Linked DNA regions of Sus scrofa: regions 2, 3 and 4 are each linked to region 1. A link is a contact called in public Hi-C and HiChIP or PLAC-seq data. All regions are on one chromosome and are shown on one strand. Each heading gives the region's core, a stretch centred on a gene start, on an enhancer-like site or on the middle of the called end of the contact. The rest is flanking DNA. Distances are from core to core; before and after follow the strand shown.

Evidence for each region. A called contact is a pair of places that touch in the nucleus more often than the background predicts. HiChIP or PLAC-seq counts read pairs in DNA pulled down with a chosen protein or histone mark.
Region 2: a contact with region 1 is called in an H3K27ac HiChIP or PLAC-seq map of skeletal muscle. The contact joins the enhancer-like site here to the promoter of C1H15orf65 in region 1. A contact is called at or near these places in 1 of 5 promoter capture datasets (liver), 5 of 47 Hi-C or Micro-C datasets (embryonic fibroblasts, liver, psoas muscle and 1 more) and 1 of 2 datasets of contacts at active chromatin or transcription factors (skeletal muscle).
Region 3: a Hi-C map of liver shows a contact between it and region 1, with 4 times the contacts expected there. The contact joins the promoter of RSL24D1 here to the promoter of C1H15orf65 in region 1. A contact is called at or near these places in 1 of 5 promoter capture datasets (liver), 14 of 47 Hi-C or Micro-C datasets (adipose tissue, alveolar macrophages, blood and 7 more) and 2 of 2 datasets of contacts at active chromatin or transcription factors (alveolar macrophages and skeletal muscle).
Region 4: a contact with region 1 is called in a Hi-C map of liver, with 5 times the contacts expected there. The contact joins the promoter of PYGO1 here to the promoter of C1H15orf65 in region 1. A contact is called at or near these places in 1 of 5 promoter capture datasets (liver) and 1 of 47 Hi-C or Micro-C datasets (liver).

What each region holds. Positions count from the first base shown.
Region 1 is chr1:116,446,791-116,451,887 of Sscrofa11.1, reverse strand. C1H15orf65 reads left to right here and starts at 3,001. Exons shown (of 3, transcript XR_001302177.2): 1 at 3,001-3,281; 2 at 4,711-4,811. It overlaps CCPG1 (cell cycle progression 1), which reads right to left and starts at 2,797. Exons shown (of 9, transcript NM_001243301.1): 1 at 2,706-2,797.
Region 2 is chr1:116,257,159-116,262,255 of Sscrofa11.1, reverse strand. PRTG (protogenin) reads right to left here. Exons shown (of 19, transcript XM_021094927.1): 15 at 819-1,001. Among named protein-coding and RNA genes, the nearest start is that of PYGO1, 34 kb to the left of the region's middle. Within about 2 kb of position 2,720, at least 11 of the 83 cell types and tissues checked have an H3K27ac peak or open chromatin away from gene starts, as enhancers often do. A contact at or near this core is called in embryonic fibroblasts, liver and skeletal muscle, where this site is marked.
Region 3 is chr1:116,609,761-116,614,857 of Sscrofa11.1, reverse strand. RSL24D1 (probable ribosome biogenesis protein RLP24) reads right to left here and starts at 2,523. Exons shown (of 6, transcript XM_003480359.4): 1 at 2,388-2,523. The coding sequence starts at 2,468.
Region 4 is chr1:116,290,237-116,295,333 of Sscrofa11.1, reverse strand. It overlaps PYGO1 (pygopus homolog 1), which reads right to left and starts at 1,973. Exons shown (of 3, transcript XM_005654441.3): 1 at 1,666-1,973. The coding sequence starts at 1,714.

The DNA.
Region 1 (5,097 bases), core at 1,752-4,251:
TTTAACTAATTAAAAAAAAAAAACAAAAACAAAAACTGTGGAACTCCTAGGAAGAAAATTCTTGAAAAAGTAGTTACCACTTACAATATGGCAACTTCCTCATCCTAACCACACACAAGCACAAAAACAATTTAGCTTCTAGTAGTTCTGCATTGTTAGATGAGTCTGCATTTTCTGTTTTAAAATACCCTGGACTTAACAGGCCTTGCACTATGTCCATACTCTTTATACGTCAAAAGCTACTACTTCTAAGAAATCAGTCCAAACCCACCTAATTTTTTAAAATATTTAACTTGGATAAGAATACAATTGTACAAACTAAACAACAATATTGTGGAACCAGTTAATAAATCAGACATTTTAATCAATTATGAATGTTTCTTATACCTTGTAAATGAACCCAAGTATCTGGTAAGATACTGAATCAACAAAGGACACAAAACATACAAAATTAAACAACAGAAAGTATTGAAAAGAAATTGAAATTTGGGGAGAGAAACAAAGCTCCGAAGAAAACAACCTAAGAAAACAAAGCATGACTTCTACAGTCTAAAAAACTAAAATGCTTTAGAATGGATATTTTTCTAAGAGTTAATGGACACTTGGAGTTGAGGTAAACCCGAATTTTTCAAGACTGATAACTTCAAAAATACATAAAGTATTCCTATCAAAGAACAACGAACGTGTCCTTTCTTTATGACAGAGAGCAAAATGTGAACTAAATATGCTATTTACCCAACCATATCCAACGTGTCCATAATAGAAAACAAAAACATAGTTTTCAAAATGATTCAATGAAAACAAGCTAAAATTTTCTCATTTTATAATAGTTTAACTTCTTTACTCCTACTAGCAAGTGATTACAAATAAATAAAAAATCCTTCTACATTCAGATCCTTTCAGATTAAATGCCCATGTGCCACCTTGAATCATAGGAATAATCAAGCTTCCACTGCCTTAACTGAAGAAAGCAATTTTGTCTTTTACTGTACAAATTGAAAACAGATCAAAATAAGAAGAAAAGCACAAACACTAAGAATTACTGTCACTGGGGTTTTTCCCCTTTCTAGTCCAATACATTTGTCACTTTTCCATATGTAATTTACATTTAAACGTGTTCTTCTTAGAGTTTGTGGATGCAGTAAAGGGGCTCCACCTATGTTGTCTGTCGTTATTTGCTTTTTAAAATTAATGTTTATGTAGACTAACTGGAATTGCTGCACCTGTGCCCCTTTTTAATTTTTTAATTTTTTTTGTTTTTTAGACCACACTGGCAGCATATGGAAGTTCCTGAGCTAGAGATTAAACCCTCACCACAACAGTGACAATGCCAGATCTTTAACCACTAGGCCACCAGGGAAGGAACTCCCCTGTGTTCCTTTTTTTAAATTAAGTTTTTTTTTTCTATAGAAATTGTGAAAATACCAGAAAATACAAAGAAAAAAAAATCTGTAGTTTCACTATCCAATCACTTTTACAACTCGATTATCTTTTTGATTCTAATTTCCAATAGGCATAGAATCACTTCTAGTTCTGTAGTTTAGTTAACAAAATGAGAATTATACTTTCTAACCTATTTTCACTTAAAAACTAGTAGTTCCTACCCCCTTAAATATTATTTCAGAACAATTCCTAATAGCTTCCTTAGCTTTGGTAAAAGATTAAAAATTATTTACTAAAATAATACCCTGGATTTCCTTTACCTTCCCCCTTACGACTGTAGCTCAGGGAATAATAAACCATTCACACCAGCTTCCAAAGTGTGATAAATATCCCCCTGAGAAATGTGAGGCTTAATAAGATTCAAACCTTAAGCCAAAGATATGATGCGCTAATATGACGTTTCCAGTACTATCCAGTAGATGTGACCTTACTGGAGGAGACAAATCTAAAATTCGCAGTACTAAAATAACTACCTATTCTAGCTGCAAGAAAGCTCCACTGTCTTTTTTTTTTTTTTTTAAATAAAGCTACAATTAAGTAGTGCAAATTTCACTCATTCAACAAAGTACCTAATTGGCCGAGTTCGTTAAAACTGGCGCTCCCAATGGCAAAAAGTTGGGTTCCTTAAACAAAGATAAAAATGTAATTCGTACAAAGCACTGTGCGGACTACTGTTACGGAGGACTTAACGATTAGGAAGGTCCACACTAAAAGTGATCCGTGGGGGGGAAATAGGATAGGCAGAGGTATTTGACCATTATTAGCCTGGCGCACAAACAGAAATCTCAAATACATTATTTAATCTTTCTGTATCCTGGTATCACGGGACTCAAACGTCACCAAAAAAGATGGGCCGGTTGAAAAGCCGGCAGGGTGACGCACATAACATCTCACCATATGGACTCTCATCAATCAGGACCAAGAAGCGCCTTAAGCCAGCCCAGGGACGGAAGGCGGGTGCATCCCCCGGCCGTCAGCTCCCCCACACCCCCGCGCACTGCTCGCGTCTGCACGGAGAGATTCAAGGCTGCAGGACCACCGCAACAGACGCCTCGGGGATCAGCTCTGCCGCGGAGGCTGCAGACTCGCGTGCGAAAGAGGCCACCCCGGCAGCCGCAAACGCTAAACACCTAGGGTCAAGAACTTGCCTCAGCGAGACCCCACGACTGCCTCCGCCAGGCGGATGAACCACGGGTGCTGGCCAAGACCCCGACAGTCGGCCCGACTCCCCTCCCGGTGTCCAAACCCGCCCAGGGCCGTACCTGAAGGAGCAGCGCCACCCCCCGCGGGACGGCGCTGGTTGTCGTGGTGGCGGCAGTCACAGCTCCCAGAGCAGTGACGCCTCTCATAAAAACAACAACCTGCTCCCAAGCGTCCGCAGCCAGGAGGCGGTGGCTGGCGGGGCGCCGTGGCGCATGCCGGGACTCGTAGTCCCTCCCGAACCTCATAACGGTAGGTGGCGGAGGAAAGAACTACGACTCCCGAAGGGAAGCGCAGCCGGCCGCGGCGAGGCTGCAGGAAGCTGGGCCCCGAGGTAGTGATCCTCACAACATCCGGGCCCCGGCACTGGAGAGGAGCAGTGGCCGGTCACTATGGAGACGGGCTTCTACAACCACACGAAAGGATTCCACCCAGGAGGACAGGTCCCGGGATTAAGAGGATTCGTTTTCACGTATTGGTCCAGCCGACGGCTCGCCTTCTCTTTGCTGCTTTAATTGGGCGTAGTGGAAGGGCCGCGTGCCCTCTGCGCTCGCTGGCTTTCTCGCCATCTGCTGCAGGAAAAGACTGCGTTTGCCGAGAAAATAAAGAAGATACCAAGAATGACCGAGTGCGACTGGGTGGGTTGGGGCCGAGGGCTGGATGTTTTTGACTGTTGTCGTTACTATAAATTTGGGGCACCCTGCACTCCCACCCACCTCTACCCCCAGAAAAGCCACCTTTCTAGGCAACCACTGGGCCACACAGATACATTGCATTAAGCCAGAATTGCCTCTGAAAGTACAAAGATTGGAGATGGTATGCGATTTGTACCCGTTCGCGAACTGGAGATGGTTTTGAACAAGAAAAATACAGTGTTTTAAAACTTACATTTATTTACATTGTGCCTTGTTCAAAACTTATACTCAATGTTGCTGGAAACAGTAAGTTAAGGCAGTAAATTCTCTGTCCCCTATTTGTGGCCAAAAAAAGATTAAGAAAAACATTAACAAGGAGGATGGTGGGCTTGAGGAGAAACAAAAGGGTGCCTCAAAATTATACTCTTAGGGGGTTTTTTGCTTTTCGAGTCACTATAGTTGACATCACCTGTGACAACACCGGATTTTATAATTACAGTTTCTGTAATGGGCATTTGTATTTCAGTGGCTTGCTTTTATCTATATACAAAAGACTGAAAGATCAAAGTATATTTTCATTCTTTTCAAGGCACTTTCATGGTCTAATTTTAAGACTTAATTTTAAAAGATTCATTTATAATTTTAAGTAACCTTCTTATCCTTAAGTAATAGTTGCCGACCTAATATGTAGGCTAGCAGAGAATTTAATTTTTTAGTTTTTATTTATTTTGTCTTTTTGCCATTTCTTGGGCCGTTCCCACAGCATATGAAGGTTCCCAGGCTAGGGGTCGAATCGGAGCTGTAGCTGCCAGCCTACGCCAGCAATGCGGGATCCGAGCCGCGTCTGCAACCTACACCACAGCTCACGGCAACGCCGGATCGTTAACCCACTGAACAAGGGCAGGGATCGAACCCTCAACCTCATGGTTCCTAGTCAGATTCGTTAACCACTGCGCCACGACGGGAACTCCAAGAATTTAAAATAATCTTTTTATTATTCTGTGCATTAGACTGTTTTGCTTTTAACTGTATCTGTTTTGAATACATTTTAAGAATAAGAGATTTGAAGAGAGTGAAACCCAAGTAAGAAAGCTGAAGTGAGGACCTAAATGTAAAGGGAATGAGTAGTTTGTTTCTAAGTCTGTAAACATTTGTGAGTTATCCTGGAGATCTAAAAGATTTAGTAGGCACTAACTTTTACAGATTGTGTGGTACAAATTATGCCAACAAAAATTTTCAGCCAATTTGTGCTCTATTTTGTCAAGATTCTGTTTTATGTCTTAAATTTTGAGTCAAAGTTGATCAGAATATTAGAGCCAGTTGTAAAAGGTGATTTGAAAGTCACAACGTCTGTGACTGGGGTTGCCCTGGGCCACTTGACTGGGTGTCCATAAAGTAAATTATTGTTGCTTTTTCCTTTTTTTCCAACAAGTCACAGGGTAGCACCTTTCACCTAAGCAGCCTTCCTTGTGCTGAGGAAACCTAGGAGGCATTTCAAAAAAAGCTGACCTGTTGCAATGCCACAGGATTCAGGTGACTTCTTATTCTATAATGTCTGTGCTCTTGATATTTAAAACAAATTATTAAACAGTGTCAAAAAAGAATAAATAATGAAACCATGCCATTTGCAACAAAAGGATGGACCTATAGATTATCATACCAAGTGAAGTCAGAAAGAGAAAGACAAATACTATATGATATCACTTACATGTGGGATCTAAAATGTGACATAAATCAACATATCTATCAAACAAAACAACTCACAGTGTTGTGGTTGCCAAGGGGGAAGGGATGTTAAGGGAGGAAAGCATTGGGAGTT
Region 2 (5,097 bases), core at 1,471-3,970, 190 kb after region 1:
CCATAGCAATGACAACACAAGATCTTAACTCACTGAGCCACTGGGGAACTCCAAAGAAGGTACTTGAGAAGCAAACATAAGCCTTGCTCCAGCTTCCCCTGATGATATGGCAGCTACTCTGGCTACCTCTTTCCTGTGACTGCCCTACCTTTCTGTTTCTCTCTTTCCTTCCCAGTGTCCCTCACTCCCTCCAATAACACACACAGTCCTCACCGCACCCCCATGACCACAGAGACTTACTCCCCCACAGAGGAGGCAAAGGAGGTGTCTAGTCCTGTGTCACAGCCACCTCCCCCTGCCGCTTCATTCAGAACAGAAAGACAAAGCCCTGAGTGGGGATGAGAGTGGCTCTTTAAAGATATTTTTTCCAATTGCTTTCTGGAGAGAAACAACTTTCTCTCTGGAAAGGCTGTGTGTGTGTATGCTGAAAACTCTTAATGAAAACCATGCTCTTAGCCTGAACACCACAACCGCCACTTCTGTTTATTTCCACAAAACCTCCTAGGATGCTTACTCCCATCAGTTTCCAGGTGGTGTGACTTTTGCATCCTGGTGGCTCCCCAGTTAGGAAGAGTAGCTGGGCAGACAGTAGTTGAAAACTGTAGTAAATTCTGAGGTTAGTGTGTCTACTTCTAGGACTGCAGCTAGAGCCATCCACCCTCACAGCATCAGAGCCTCCCCAGTAACCATTCAAGGAGCCAAGTACAGGTTTAGGGATATGACATGGTAGAAGTGGAAACAGAGCAGAGGGGAGCTGGAAAAAAAATATGTGTTCTTTCTTTCCCTAAGGAAAACAATGGTTGTGGCAGGATACAGACCTTTGGCATCAGCAGAATCTAAACGCTTGGGCCTCTGATTTGATTCAGGGCTTTCCTTTGGAAGTACTGCCAGCTCCACAGAATTTGAAAAGGGTCCTTCTCCCACCTCATTGGATGCAGATATCTTCACAATGTATATATTTCCTGCCACCAGGTTTTCTAGTAAAGCCATGGTTATCGCCCCTATAAATATATCAATTAAAATTAAATAAACTTCATCTTTTGGTCATTCTAACAATCACACAATCACGGATAAAATATCTTTGTGATTATAAAAGTAGAACATCTGTAAAAAAAGATTAATATAAATAAAACTGACAACCTCCTAATGTTAACATTTTGGTGTATTTCAAGCGCGTGTGTGTGCGTGTACCGTACATGTGTGAATACATATTTACTACATGCATTTTTATATCCTAGGGTTTTCATTTAACATTGTGCCATGCACCCTGCCCTACATAAACCTTCTCTGCAATTTTATAATGATCTTATAAAAGAAGCATGTATTTTTTTTTATTTTTATAAGTAAGCATATACATATTTTTTTATCAAAGATATAAGCATATATATACAATGTTTTACTGTTTATGTAGGTATGGAAACAAAGCATTAAAAACACTTTCTTATGGGATATTTCAAATATAAGTACAGAGAAAATAACACAATGATTTCAGATTCAACAATTACAATTAGACTTTAAAAATCTAATGTAGAGTCTTTTTTTTCCTCTCAGAAATGTTTAAACCATTTATGGTAATTGTTCTGATAGATGATTTTGTTCTTATTTCTTAAATTAGAAACAGCACAATTATTTTTGCAAGTATTAATATATTTTTTATTCTCCTAATCATTATTTAAGATTTCTTGAATGTTAATAGGCAAGAAAATACTAAAAGTACGTAGAAACCTAAGTGCTGAAGCTCTAGACCTCAGATTAGCATCAAAATTATCACAGCAGCCCGACTAGCATCTACTTCTCTCCAAAAATAATCACTTACACTTACATATATTTTGTACTGAAAGGTCCCTTCTCTGATGGCATTACTGCTATGAAGGAGTTTTACTTGGGCACTGCTATTTCTTGTCGGGGGTGGGGTGGAGGTGTCTTTCCACTCTTGTTCTACCACAGCACAAAAGTATTTTTCCTACAAAAGGGATTCCCACCCTAGGAATTAGTCCTAATATTAAGAAAGAAGGTGTAATAGAAATTCTGTCAGGAAATAGTTCCTGCGCTGCGTTTGTGGATGGATTTTCACAGGAAAACTTAGTTTCCCTAAGGTGCTGCTTCTCATTTTTTCCAGAGGCAGGGCAGCCTTAGAATAGCTTCAGAAGCTTACAAGAGATTTCAGCAGTCACCTCCAGGTCAGAGCTGGCTACTCTAGTGCACTTGCTACAGTGTATTTCATCATGCAAGTTTGATCTTAGAGCTGAGGTCATGATTCAGAGGCCACCTCTGCAGGTCACATGGTGGGAGGTAGCCCAACCCAGTGGCAGCACAAGCAGCTGAACCCAGTTTGTTTTCTTGAGCTCTGGTTTCAACTTGGCCTGGAGAGGGTGTGAGCTACTTGAGTACACAACTGTTAAATAAACAACTGACCCCTATTTAGAATCAGAAAGAGTCTTTCCACTGTTACAAAAGCAACAATGTATTGCAACATGTTACAATTAGCTAGAAGGAAGGATATTTCAATTTCTTCACAAATAGACATATAAATAAACAGAGTTTCCATTTTATCACAGAGTACATTTCATTTTAGAAAGCACTTGGCAAAATCAATCACTACCTGAAATTAAAATTCTTGCACTTAATTTAAATATTACAAGCTGATGAGTATGTGGGTATGCCTGCTCCCTTGTCTCCCAGTCTTCCTTCAGACAAAAAAGGAAACTGTAACATTCCGGTTCTTCTCTGAGCACAGTTAAAGGAGCTTCCAAATATTAAAGCCATCTGACTGTCCCCATATTCTTCCAGCAAACTGTCTCAATTCCTGCTGGTATGATTATTTTGGTCTCTAGCCTTTTACATGTGTCTGAATCTTTAGCAGACTAGAAGTTTCACAGACCAGACAGTGTAATAAGCTCAGCCTTGGATCAATGCTGATCAAATCCTGGCATGTTACCAACTAAGTAATTTGCAACTTGGGGCATGTCACAGAACTTTACTTTCCTTATGAGAGCAATAATTCCCAACTCTTATTGAAACAGGCTGGGACCTGGGACACTCTGCTGCAGTGCTTGTACCTTGACAGAAGTCTCACCTCCTTGAGCAACAAAACACACACACACACACACAAAAAAGAAAACTATAAGGGACTAAAAATAACTGTGTGCATGCACAGTCTGGGGCAAATTATGAACTAAAAGATAAAAAAAAAAAAAAAAAAAAAAACCCAAAAACTCAACTGCCACTTTGGAGGCTTGGGAGGAAAAGCAAGGCACTATGCATGCGCCCTGCACACAGCACCCCTGAGGGAAGGCGGATCGCCTAAGCCAGCCCTTCAGCCCCATGCCAGGACCCATCCCTACCCTGACCCTATTTAAGAGAGCAGCTTGCCCCTCTTAGGGAGTGAGCAAGGGAGCCTGTTACTTGTTTTCACTCCCTTGTGCTGAGTCTTAATAAAGCCTTGCCTGAATTTGGCTGGCCTCTTATCAATTTCTATTGATTAAAGAGTCCAAGAACCCTGGTCAGTAACAATATAATTATTACAAGGATTAAATAAACTATCATGGGCAAGTGTCTGACACACACATATATATGCTCAATGAAAGTAAGTCTTCTTCCTTACTCCTGATCTCCCCTTCTTCCCTTTCTGGAAAACAGAACAATTTTTCACATTTTAACTGCTGAAGGTGGCTAGCATAATACTTTATACAAATAATTCTCAGTAAATATCAACTGAATTTATATTAAAATATGAGATGTGTGTTACAAAAGGAATGTTCAGTTAAAATATAAAAGCAAAGGGTGAGATTCAAGGTTGTGCAACAGGAGGGAACCTGGGACTATTTGTTGCAGTGGCTGCAATGCTTGCACCTGTACAAACATCTCTTTGAGCAACAACATACAAACGAAACTCTAAGGGACTAAAAATTATATGGGGCAGTTGGAGCAAATTATGGGCAAGAGGATACAAAAAACCTAAAAAGTCAATTGCCACTTCTGAAGAGTGCAGAGCAAAACCAGGGTGACAGAAGCAAAAGTAGAGTCTATGTCCTGCACACACCACCACCAAAGGGGTGGAAAGACCACCTAAGCCACCCCTCTTGCCCAACCCCTGGACCCATTCCTACAGTTGCTCCATATAAGGACCAGCCCCCACTGTGACCTCAGGGCACAAGCTAGCAAGGCAATCTGTTGTTTGTTTTCACTCCCCTGCTGCAGCAAGGGCCCCAATTAGAGCCTTGCCTGAATTTTCCTGTCTGGTGCTTATCAATTTCTATGGATTAAGAAGGCCAAGAGCCCTGGATTAAATGCCCGTGAGTGTAGTCTTACTCCTTTCTCTTTTCTGTCCATGCTAAGTGATTTTTTTTCTAGTTTCAGTTTTAAATATCATCTCCATCCACACTGATGACTTCTGTTATTCCACTAGTCCACACTACTCCATAAAATAAACCCTCCCAGTGCTTCCTCAACCTCTCTACCTGGACATCTCAAATTAAACATGTTCAAAACCAAATTTTTCTTTTCCCCACCAATTTTACTTTTCTTTTCTCACATCCCATATCAATCTGTGGCAAATCAAGTAGGCTATTCTTTCAAATTACGTTCTAAGAGCTTCTAATTATCTTATCTGTCCCATTAACTCTTATCTCCCATTAACTCTCACATGGACCTTGTGTATCAAACCATCTCCTAAGCTCTACTCTAACCTTCTTGTGGTCAACTTTTCAGGTAAGCCTTTTAGGAGGCTACCAGAGTAATCCTTTTAATTAAAAGTCCTCAATGTCTTCCATCAGTCTTAGAATAAAGTCTGTGGTCCACAAAATCTTCCTTCCCCTGGCTACCTCCCCACTTCATTTCCCACTTCTTACTCTTTCCTTCACTCTAGTCTTGCTGGCCATCTCAATGTTCCTCTAAAATGCCAAGTACACTTCTGTCTCAGGGCCCTTGTTCTTCCCCCAGATATCATATGGCTCTGCTCAAGTGTCAATTCTTCCAAAAGGACTTACCTCACTACCTCCATCACTTTATTCTTTCCCCTTCTGTGGCTTTCTTCATAGCACTTATGATACTACTGGAATATTTATATATTTGTTTTTTGTCTGCTACCTGAGATGT
Region 3 (5,097 bases), core at 1,274-3,773, 160 kb before region 1:
GGGCCTCTACTTCTTATTCCCCCAATCAACTCTTTTCTGGATCCACTATTCTTCCCTAGAACAAGCTAGCTAATTTAACACTGTCCTTTCTAGCAATAAAGACTTCCTCATCAGCGTGAACTTCCAATGTATCTGCCAGAGCAATCCAACTCTGGACAGTTTCCACAATTTTTTCTAATTCCAATACCCAAATGATGAACACTGATAGATAAAAATAATAAAATCATGATGACCAGATGTTTTACAAAGCCATAAAGCTCACCTGAATTAGACCCCAACCTGGCAATCACTTAATTCATGTCTATAAATTCTTTGTCCTGTTCCTAAGACCAGGATTTCAAAATCTACATGTTTTTCGCAGTTCCCAAACATAGCTTTGGTCACTCACTTTTACAAGAACACTTGTTCGTAATTTAGTAGGTCAACATCTTCCATCAGGAATAGATACAAGGTCGGAGTTCCCGTAATGGTGCAGCAGAAACAAATCCGACTAGGAACCATGAGGTTGTGGGTTCAATCCCTGGCCTTGCTCAGTGGGTTGGGGATCCGGCATTGCTATGAGCTGTGGTGTCGGTTGCAGATGAGGCTGGCATTGCTGTGGCTGTGGTGTAGGCAGGCAGCTACAGCTCCGATTTGACCCCTAGCCTGGGAACCTACATGAGCTGTAGGTGCGGCCCTTAAAAAAAAAAAAAAAAAAAAAAAAAAAAAAGAATAGATACAAGGTGTAGTTCCTGTCATTCATGGCTCAGTGGTAATGAACGGCACTAGTATCCATGAAGATTCAGGTTTGATCCCTGGCCTCACTCAGTGGGTTAAGGAGCCTGCACTGCCATTAGCTATGGTGTACGTGGCAGACGGGCTCGGATCCCACACTGCGATCCCACACTGCTATTGCTGTGGCGTAGGCCAGCAGCTGTAGCGCCAATTAAACCCTAGTAGCCTAGGAACTTCCATATGCATAGGTACATGGGTGCAGCCCTAAAAAAGACAAAAAAGAAAAGAAAAGAATAGATACAAGGTGATGAAGCAGGAAGTGTAATTCTTTAGCATGTCAAAATCTTCTCATTAAATACAGATTCCTAGATCCTCTTCCCCTCCCCACAAAGATTCCAATTCAATAGTTATGGTAGAAATCAACATTCTACAACTCTCCAGTGATTCAGAATCAAATTTAAGAAACAGAGGAATGAGACTCATTCTGTTAAGAAAAGGCAGTCAGGTATCACTCCCGAAGTCTTTCACAATGTAGCCTCATACAAACAGGCCTCAACTTAACAAGGGTTCATCTTTCCCATGGTACAAACGCCATACACATTCAGTGGAAACCAGACTTCAAATTTTGATCTTTCCCCACTAGCAAAACCCAGTACAACTCTCTCCAGATGCCCAACAGCTAGTCAAAGCTCCCAGTCAGCCACAAGACTACGAGGGTGAATACACACAATCATTCTGTTTTTCAATTTCAGTACAGTATTTAATAAGTTACATGAGATATTCAACACTTTATTATAAAACAGGTTTTGTGTTAGATGATTTTGCCCTACTGTAGGCTAACGTACGTGTTCTGAGCACGTTTAAGGAAGGCCAGGTTAAACATGATATTCAGTAGGTTAGGTTTTCACGTTTGCAACCTAAAATGGGTACTGAGAAGCAACCCCATCGAAAGTCAAGAAACGTCTATATGTTTATATTTTATGTTTACACAGGTACCTTTTTTATAGATTTATATTTGTATTTAAAGCCCTATCCCTAGCCTCTATCACCACCTGCAATCCGTCACCGGCTTAAACAGAGACGTAACTGCTGCACTCTGTACCCTTGGTCAAACGGTCCGTTTTCCTCCCACCTAGAATGCCTTCTTTTCACGTTCTTAAGCAAAATTCAAGATTCAGGATAAATGTTACCTCCTTTCTATACCTTTTCACATACCAACTACTCCCCAACTCACCTCCAGTAGCTTCATAACACATTACTATTAAGCCATATGCAACATTTCTATCATAAGACCCTATGGCCGACCCGGGTCTTATTTATTTATATATAAAGGGGCCTCGACAATGACGCTTGACAGGGCATGCTTTCAACAAAGTTAAGACCTTGGCCCCTGTACAAGAGTGGGCAAAAAGACCGCCGGCTTCCCAGTCGGGGCTTGCTGGGATCGCTCCTGAGCCTCATCGCGGCCCGCTTCATTCAAGGACGGCCTAGTAACCAGCTGTGGTCGGGACGCAGACAAGAAACTCCCCAAGTGGGAGATCAAGGTCTGAGCCCCTAGCGAAACCACCCTCACGCGCGGAAACCCCGGGCCAAAGCCCGCAAGCGCAGAGAAACCCCAAGCCGAGAGGCCCGCGGGAGCGCAGTGCGGCGCGCGAGGCTCCTGGCCGCCTCACCTTGCAATCGTTACGGACGAACATCATGCCATGGCCTGGGTAGATAGGCCCCGAACAGAAATAACACTTCTCAATCCTCATGCTGAACGCGCGTGGGAACCCGCCCGGCAAACGCCGAGGTTGAAGGAAGTGACGTAGCCCCGTCACAGGAAGTGACTCCCTTTTCAGGTCTCCACCCGGAAGTGGCAATGGTCCTTCGCTCTTGCCGGCCCCCGGAAAGTGATCCGAATGTGACTGCGCCTCCTCGCGGCTGCGCCCGCAAAAGCGCTGCCTTTTGGCGCAGGCGCAGGAGACAGAGTCTGAGCGGCTGACCTCTCTGGGAAGGTGTGGCGTAGTTCTGTGCAGACGTCTGAACTGGCTCGTTTAGTGTTTAGTTTTTGGACTTACCGGGTCGTATAATGTCACCTTTTACTCATGTAATTTTGTCTCCGGTTCGTGCTTTCGCCAGACGGCTCTCCACACTTGTCTAGAAATCCCTTTGTCCACGGCCGGCGCGAGCCCCGACCCTTATTCCGGTCCCAAGCGGACTTGCCTAGTGTCCGCGGCGGGCACTTGCAGCCGCCGCTGCAACCGAAGCAATTGACCAGGCTCAAAGGACCTCACCAGCAATGTTTTAAAGACTCATAGCTGTGTTCACCACCCTAACTCCCCACCGCCTTTTAATATATATATAGATATAGAGAGAGATAGATACAGATATTAAAAAAAAAAAAAATTCCACAGGAAACGAAGGTTCTCTCCCCAGACCTCTAGTCTTTTCCAGTAGCAATCACTTCCTTTTATCACCTAGCAGAGGTTTTATGTGCATAGACAAACATGTTCTTTTGTGTGTGCGTATCTCCACTCCCTCTTCTTTATAACTTTAATGAGCATCATGTTCACTGTCTTCTTCATCTTGCTGTAATCTGCCTCCCTTCAATGGAGTGTGAGCTCGATGACCCCAGGGACTTTTGTCCTTTTGTTTATCACTATTCTTCCCAATCCTATTAACAGTTCCTGGCATATAATTAAGCATTCAGTACACGTTTTGTTATCAATGAATACTAAACATTGTTTTCCATAGTTACATATATGCAACTGCAGGAGAGTGTAATTTTAAATGGTTACCTATGGAAGGATATTTGTTTCCTATTTTTTGACCTAATAAGCATCCTTATTTTCAAGAGTTTATCTGTATACAGCTGCTGGGCCTCTGTGCACTTTTAAAATTTGGTAAATAAGATTAAATGCCTTCCAAAACATTATACCAATTAACACTTAACAACAATGAATAAGAACGATAATTAATCAAGTTTTTGTCAAAGGTGATCTTCGCCAATCTGATGTTAAATATTTTTTCATTACTAACTTGCATTTATTTATGAATGGGCCTAGGAGTCTTCACAAATGTGTGAAAATTTTTCCTCCACAAATTGCCTGTTTGTGTCCTTTACAGTTTTCTACTATGTTGCTGACTTCTTTAATGACTGCACCCTCTGCATATGGAATTTCCCAGACCAAGGATTGAATCCAAACTGAAACTGCAGCAATGCTGAATCCTTTAACCCACTGCACTGGGCTGGGGTGAAACCCATGCCTCCACAGCCACCAGAGCCACTGAAGTCAGGTTCTTAACCCACTGACTTTCCACAGCGGAAACTCCTGTGTTGTTGATTTTTAACAGCGTTTTTCATAGTAAATTTAGAGCATTGCCGACATTTATACATTATTTTTCCAATTTATCAATACTATATTGCTTACTGTGTTTTTCCATGCATAAATGTTTTATTTATATGTGTCCGAACTTAACTAATCTTTTCTTCTATGGTTTTGCATTTGGTATTTTGCTTGAAACTGCATTTTCCTCTTGAAAACTGCTTTCCAAAGATTCTTCTCTATTATTTTTATAGTATCATTTTCCACATTTGAATTCTCAGCTAACCTGAAATCTGCTTACGTATAAATAATAACATAGGATTCCAATGGGGGATTTTTTTCCAATACCATGGTTTGACTAAGACATCACTTCCCCAACTAATTCAAAATATCACTTATCTACAGGTCTACCTCCGGATTCTGCTTTGCTCAACTGTTTATTATTATTATTATTATTATTACTCAAATGAATTTATCACATTTGTAGTTATGTAATGATCATAACAATCCAGTTTCACAGGATTTCCATCCCATAACCCAAGCATATCCCCCCACCCCCCAAACTGTCTCCTCCGGAGATGTTAAGTTTTTCAATGTCTGTGAGTCAGCATCTGTTCTGCAAAGAAGTTCAGTCTGTCCTTTTTTCAAATTCCTCATATCAGTGAAAGTATTTGATGTTGGTGTCTCATTGTATGGCTGACTTGTTCAATTGTTTTAACTATATATGCGCCAGTTCCAAAATACTTAAATTATGGTAGTATTTAAAATAATTGGGTTTACCTGCAGTCTACTCTTCCTTCCTTGGCCTTATTCCTTGTTTCTCTAGCTATTTCTCAAAGTTCTGGATTTTTGTTGTTGTTGTTGTTTACTTTTAGAATCAGTTTGTCTAGTTATAATCTGTGACTATATATATTTTCCTTTTATGGGATACTTATGTTTATTTTTTCTTTGCTAATCATTTGACATGCAGTTCCAGAACAATGTTAATAACAACATATCAGAAGTTATAGCAATAAACATTTGCCCAACACTTCACTGTCAACCAAGTGACTGAAAATTATTTTACTCTTGTTTG
Region 4 (5,097 bases), core at 724-3,223, 160 kb after region 1:
AACACCTCTTATCTAAATACTCGAGTGATGTTATTTGGATACCATCCAATTGTCACTGTGTCACAAGCCAGTTCTATAGGTTTAATCTCTAATCACAAGGAACAAAAACATAGATGAATGGCTGTGGTCCCTGTCTACATCACTTAAGTCAACTGGAAATTTACCTTACTACTTAGTGATTTATAAAGCACTTTAACCTGTTTGGATGAAAAGATTATTACAAAAGCCTCCTAACTAACCTCCTCCCTGCTTTAGCCCTTGTTCTCTACCATCTATTCTCTACACAGAAGCCAGTTACAAATATGTCAGATCAGCCACTCTTCTGCAAAAAACCATCCAGTCTCTATCTCAAAGTTAACATCTTTTGAATGTCTCACAAGGTCCCTACTACACAATCACCGTATCTTACAGCTCAGTTCACGTTCTTCTTCTTTTGATCACTCCAACCAGGTACAATAGCTTCTCTGCCATTGCCTGAATACACTAGGCTAATTCCAGACCCAGGGCCTTTGCACTTGCTGCTCCTTTTACCAAGACCACTCTTCTCACACATATCCATTTGGCTCTGCTCTATCACTTCCTTTGGGTCTTTGCTCAAACATCACCTTCCAGGTGAGACCTCTTACACATATAAAATGGCTACCTCCCCACCCCCAAACATATTTTCAAACCAGTCTCTCTGCTGTGATTTCCTCCATAGCACTTACCACTTGACATTCTATACCTTTTATTTGTTCATCATTTGTTTGCCCCACAAGGGTGTGCACTCCTGCTAGGTGAAGGTGGTTTTTTTGCTTTGTTCACTGTGGTATCCCAGTGCCAAGAACAGTGCCTAGCACACAGCAGATGCTCAATAAATATTTGCTTAATGAACAAATAGTACTACTTCAACTTCGGGACTTTCAGCCTTAACCCTATTAAAAGCTGGAATTAAGATCTAGAGGCTATTCCCCAAATCTCCAGAGAGCACCTGGTGTCTATGAACTTACAGGCATTATCTTTTGTCTGGTACATCGTTCCCTCTGATTCTTCTTAGATAGTAAGACAGCAGGAAATTCCTAACTAGTATGCAAAGAAGAAGCAAACCGTTCGCGTGTAAAACTGATTTGGGGTGATTTGATTCTTATCCATAAACCAACAGAGAAAAGCCTTTTGAAGGAATATAGTTTCTCCTCTTAAGCCTAAAGAAAATAAACTGTTATGTTTGTTGCTTTCTGGAAGGTGAGAAGGGGGGCCGGGATGGCGGGAAGGCCCCCTACACCTTCTGCAAGAGCATCAACTCTAGTGCGGTCCAACTTACTTTTGGGGGGGGTGGGCATCGTTTGTGATCTCTGCCAGGGGGTGTTTCTTTCTCACCCTCTGAGCTGCCTATTGTGCTGTGTCTTGCTAACGAGGTGAGGTGGGCGAGGATCGGGGTGGGAAGGGATGCTGAGTGCGGCTTCAACTGCCTCCTGACACAAAGTCGGGGCGGCAAGGATTCGGCGCGGGGGTCTCGGGGGCGGGCGGGCGCCTCCGACCGCAGCCTCGGCCCCGGGGCGCCGGCGGGACGCGGGCAGCGCGGAGTTAGGCCCGGATAGAGCCCAGTGGCCTCCCGGCGGCCAGGCACGCGGCCCCCGCGCGCCCCGCTCACCCCGCTCCCCTCAACCCGGCGCCTTTCTCGGTTACCTCGAACTCTCTTCAGCGAAATGGGATCCTTCTCCTGTTCTGCTGACATTACAGACCGCAAAGCATGACTCCCCCCCAGGCCGCGGGAATTCGGTCTCTTTGATGCTGCGGCGGCGGCTCCTCCTCCTCCTCGCGGGGCCGCTGCGGCTGCGAGGCGAGCCTCCGAGCCGAGGCGCGGCCGAGGACGGCGGGGACGCCGGCCGACTTTGCAAAGTTTGGGAGGAGGACGAGGCCTCGGGGCGCCCGGGCGGCGTGCGGGGTCCGGCCGGGCTCAGCGGCGGCGGCGGGAGCGCGGCCTGGGGGCGGCCCCCCACCCGGGGCCGGCGTGTGCGGAGGACGAGTGCGCCGCCGCCGCCTCCTCCCACTCCTTCTTCTCCGCCGCCGCCGCCGCCTCAGGAGCCGCTGACAGGGGAGGCGGGAGGCGGGCGGCCCGGCCCTGGCGGCGCACTCACAGCGCCCTCTGAGGAGGAGGTCTGCGCTCTCGTTGCTCCCGAGTCGCAGACACAAAAGCCCCCAGTCTGGAGCCGCCTGCAAAACACGCTCTGGGGCGGGCGAGGGACGTGGCGCGGCCCCGCGGCTTCCCCGCCCCGAGCTCCCCAGCCTCGCGCGGGGACGGACTTCGGGGGGCGGGGGCCGCCGCCTCGTCCCGCGGCACCTCCCGCCGCCGCCGCCGCCGCCGCCGCCGTCGGCTCGCGCTCCGCCTCGGCCCAGCCCCCACGGCCCGCGCGCACCTCTACCTCCGCGCGGGGCTAGCGGGCCCGCGGCCCTGGCAGCCCAGGCGGGCAGTTCGCGCCGAGGGGCCGCCCCGCCCCGCCCAGCGTCCGGCGCTCCCCAGCCGCCGCGGGGCGGGAGGACGCCTGGCTCAGCTGCAGACGCACCCTGGCCGGGCTTCTGCGAGGAAATGGCATCTCCGAACTTCGTCGGAGGCCGCAGCAGGCATCTTGGCCTCGCGACCAGGAATCTCAAAGAGGAACGTACGATCCGAACAAACTTTGTAAGCGGGAGCTGGAGAGTTCTTGGCGGGCGTGTGGAGACCCAGCTTTCCCGACTCAGTCCATGTCCCGGGTCTGGACACCTGTTTGTGGAATGCCCTAGATGCAAATCTTAACGACTTGACTCAAAGCAAGAGTGGTGCGGGATTAATATCAGAAAAGGGGTGGGTGGAAGGGGTGAGGCACATGGACTTGCTATAGACGTTACATTTTAGGCGGACACCCCCACCCCCACCCCCGCGCCCAGTGTGATGGTAAATTGGCTTTGGTCACTGATTACACATCCATCTTTTGGGCTGTGTGACCTGAGGCAACTTAGCTAACTTCTCTGAGTCTCAGATTTCTCCTTTTTAAAAGGCAATGGGGCTACATTTCTGAGGTCCCTTCTAGCTCTGATACTTTGGCTTACTTCTGTGCAAGTTTTCCCCCTCTCTGTTGTTAGATTTCCACTTCTACTAAAGAGAATATGTAGGTGCAGATCCTAATCTTCGGTCAGGTGAGACACGGATGATTTTGATGCCAGGATCACTGAGAAGCACTTATTAATCACATGAGGGCTTAGAACCAACCGCAAACAGAAGTCTCCTTCTTCCAAAGAGAAGACCCATAAAATTCATTCACTTGCACATGCAGTGTCGAAGAGAACTTGAAGATAGGGTACAGTCTTAAGGGGTATGTAACAGAATCGTCGCAGCACTGGAATCAGCTTTAAAAGACAGGATGGGATGTGGCCAGAGGACAAATGTTACCGTTTTTCTAATAAGTTTTTGGGAAATTCCTAGAGGATTCAGTTTAGGATAGGCTGGAGAAAAATTTTATAGCAAGCACGTCTAAGATGAAACCTCTGCTCTTCTCCCTCTCCAACTAGAATGTAAGGTCCTTGCAGGAGGAATTTTATCCAGTCCACTATCCTTTGGTACCTAACAATGACTGGCAAGAGTTCAAAATTTTTGTTGTTATTATTGTTGTTGAATGAATGCATGAGTAACAGACTGAAGTTAACAGACTCAATTCACTTGGGTCACAGTGGATTGACAGGGTTGTGGTAAATGTCATAAACTCAAGTAAATGCAAAGTATTGGATTCTATACCTCACAGGGTGCTTGCAAGAAGGCGTGAAAGCACTTTGAAAATATCAGTCAATATGGAAATGTAGAGTTTTTAGTCTGTGATCTAAAGTGCAAGAAAAGTGGTTGAGAAAAATCATTGCTGAGAGATTTTGAATTCTTTATTGTAATTCCCTAAATCTAGAGACTCAGAAATATGTAAATGAATAGAAATGAATTGGACACTTTTTAATGGTTGATCAAGAATAAAAAGACTGTCTTACTTGGCCATGGATTTTAGATCATTTTGACTTCCAAATCCTTGACTAGGCTTTACATATCAGAATTACCTGGAAAGGATTCTAAAATTGCAGATTCCCAAGGCCCTCTCAGATGTACTGAATCAGAATCTCTGGGAATGAGCACTGGCAGTCTGTCTTTAAAGGTTCTCTAGGTGATTCTACAGCAAACGGCATCATGAATTATATTCCTTATCTTCCCAATGGAACAGAATTCCTAACAAAAATATTCCTTCACCTCATTGTTGTAGTCTTTCTCCATGGATCTTGGATATGAGTTCCAGAGTTAATCTTTACTCTCTCATACAGAGAGATACAGATAAAGCTATTATTGATGGGCCTACCCCTCTATTTAAAAGTACAAGTTCAGTCATGCCTAAAATGCAGTAGAAGGCACAGCTTAAGGCTAGGGCAGGGGTCAGTAAACTTTTATTGTGGAGGGCCAGATAATAAATACGGTTTTTGTGGGCTGTGCATTCTGTGTCACAACTACTCAACTCTGCCATTGTAATAGGAAAGCAACACAGACAAAATGTAAACAAGTGTGTGTGGCTGTGTCCCAATAAGACTTCATTTATAAAAACAGTGTGCTGAATTTGGCCCACAGGCTGTAATCTGCTGACCCCAGACTAGAAATTGGATCACATAAGGGACTTTGGGGCTCAGGGGAGAGGCCTAGGCTGCAGGTACAAATAAAGATGTTACCTAACAGTGGATAAACTCACCCAGGACCAGTGAGAAATGAGAGGCAAGAACAGAATCCAGAGAAACATTTAATGGGTGGACTGAAATAGAGATCTTGTAAAGGAAAATGAGGGAGAATGAAAAAATTTTAAAACAGGAGAATTAGGCAATTAAGAAAAGAGAGAAATGATCAACATTATCAAATGCTGGGGAAAGAAATACTCATTTTTTCTTTTTTTTTTTTTTTTTTGTCTTTTTAGGGCTGCACCCACAGCATATGAAGGTTCCCAGGTGAGGGGTCCAATCGGAGCTACAGCTACAGGCCTACACTACAGCCACAGCAACTCAGGATCTGAGCCATATCTGTGACCTACACCACAGCTCATGGCAATGCCGGATCCTTAACCCACT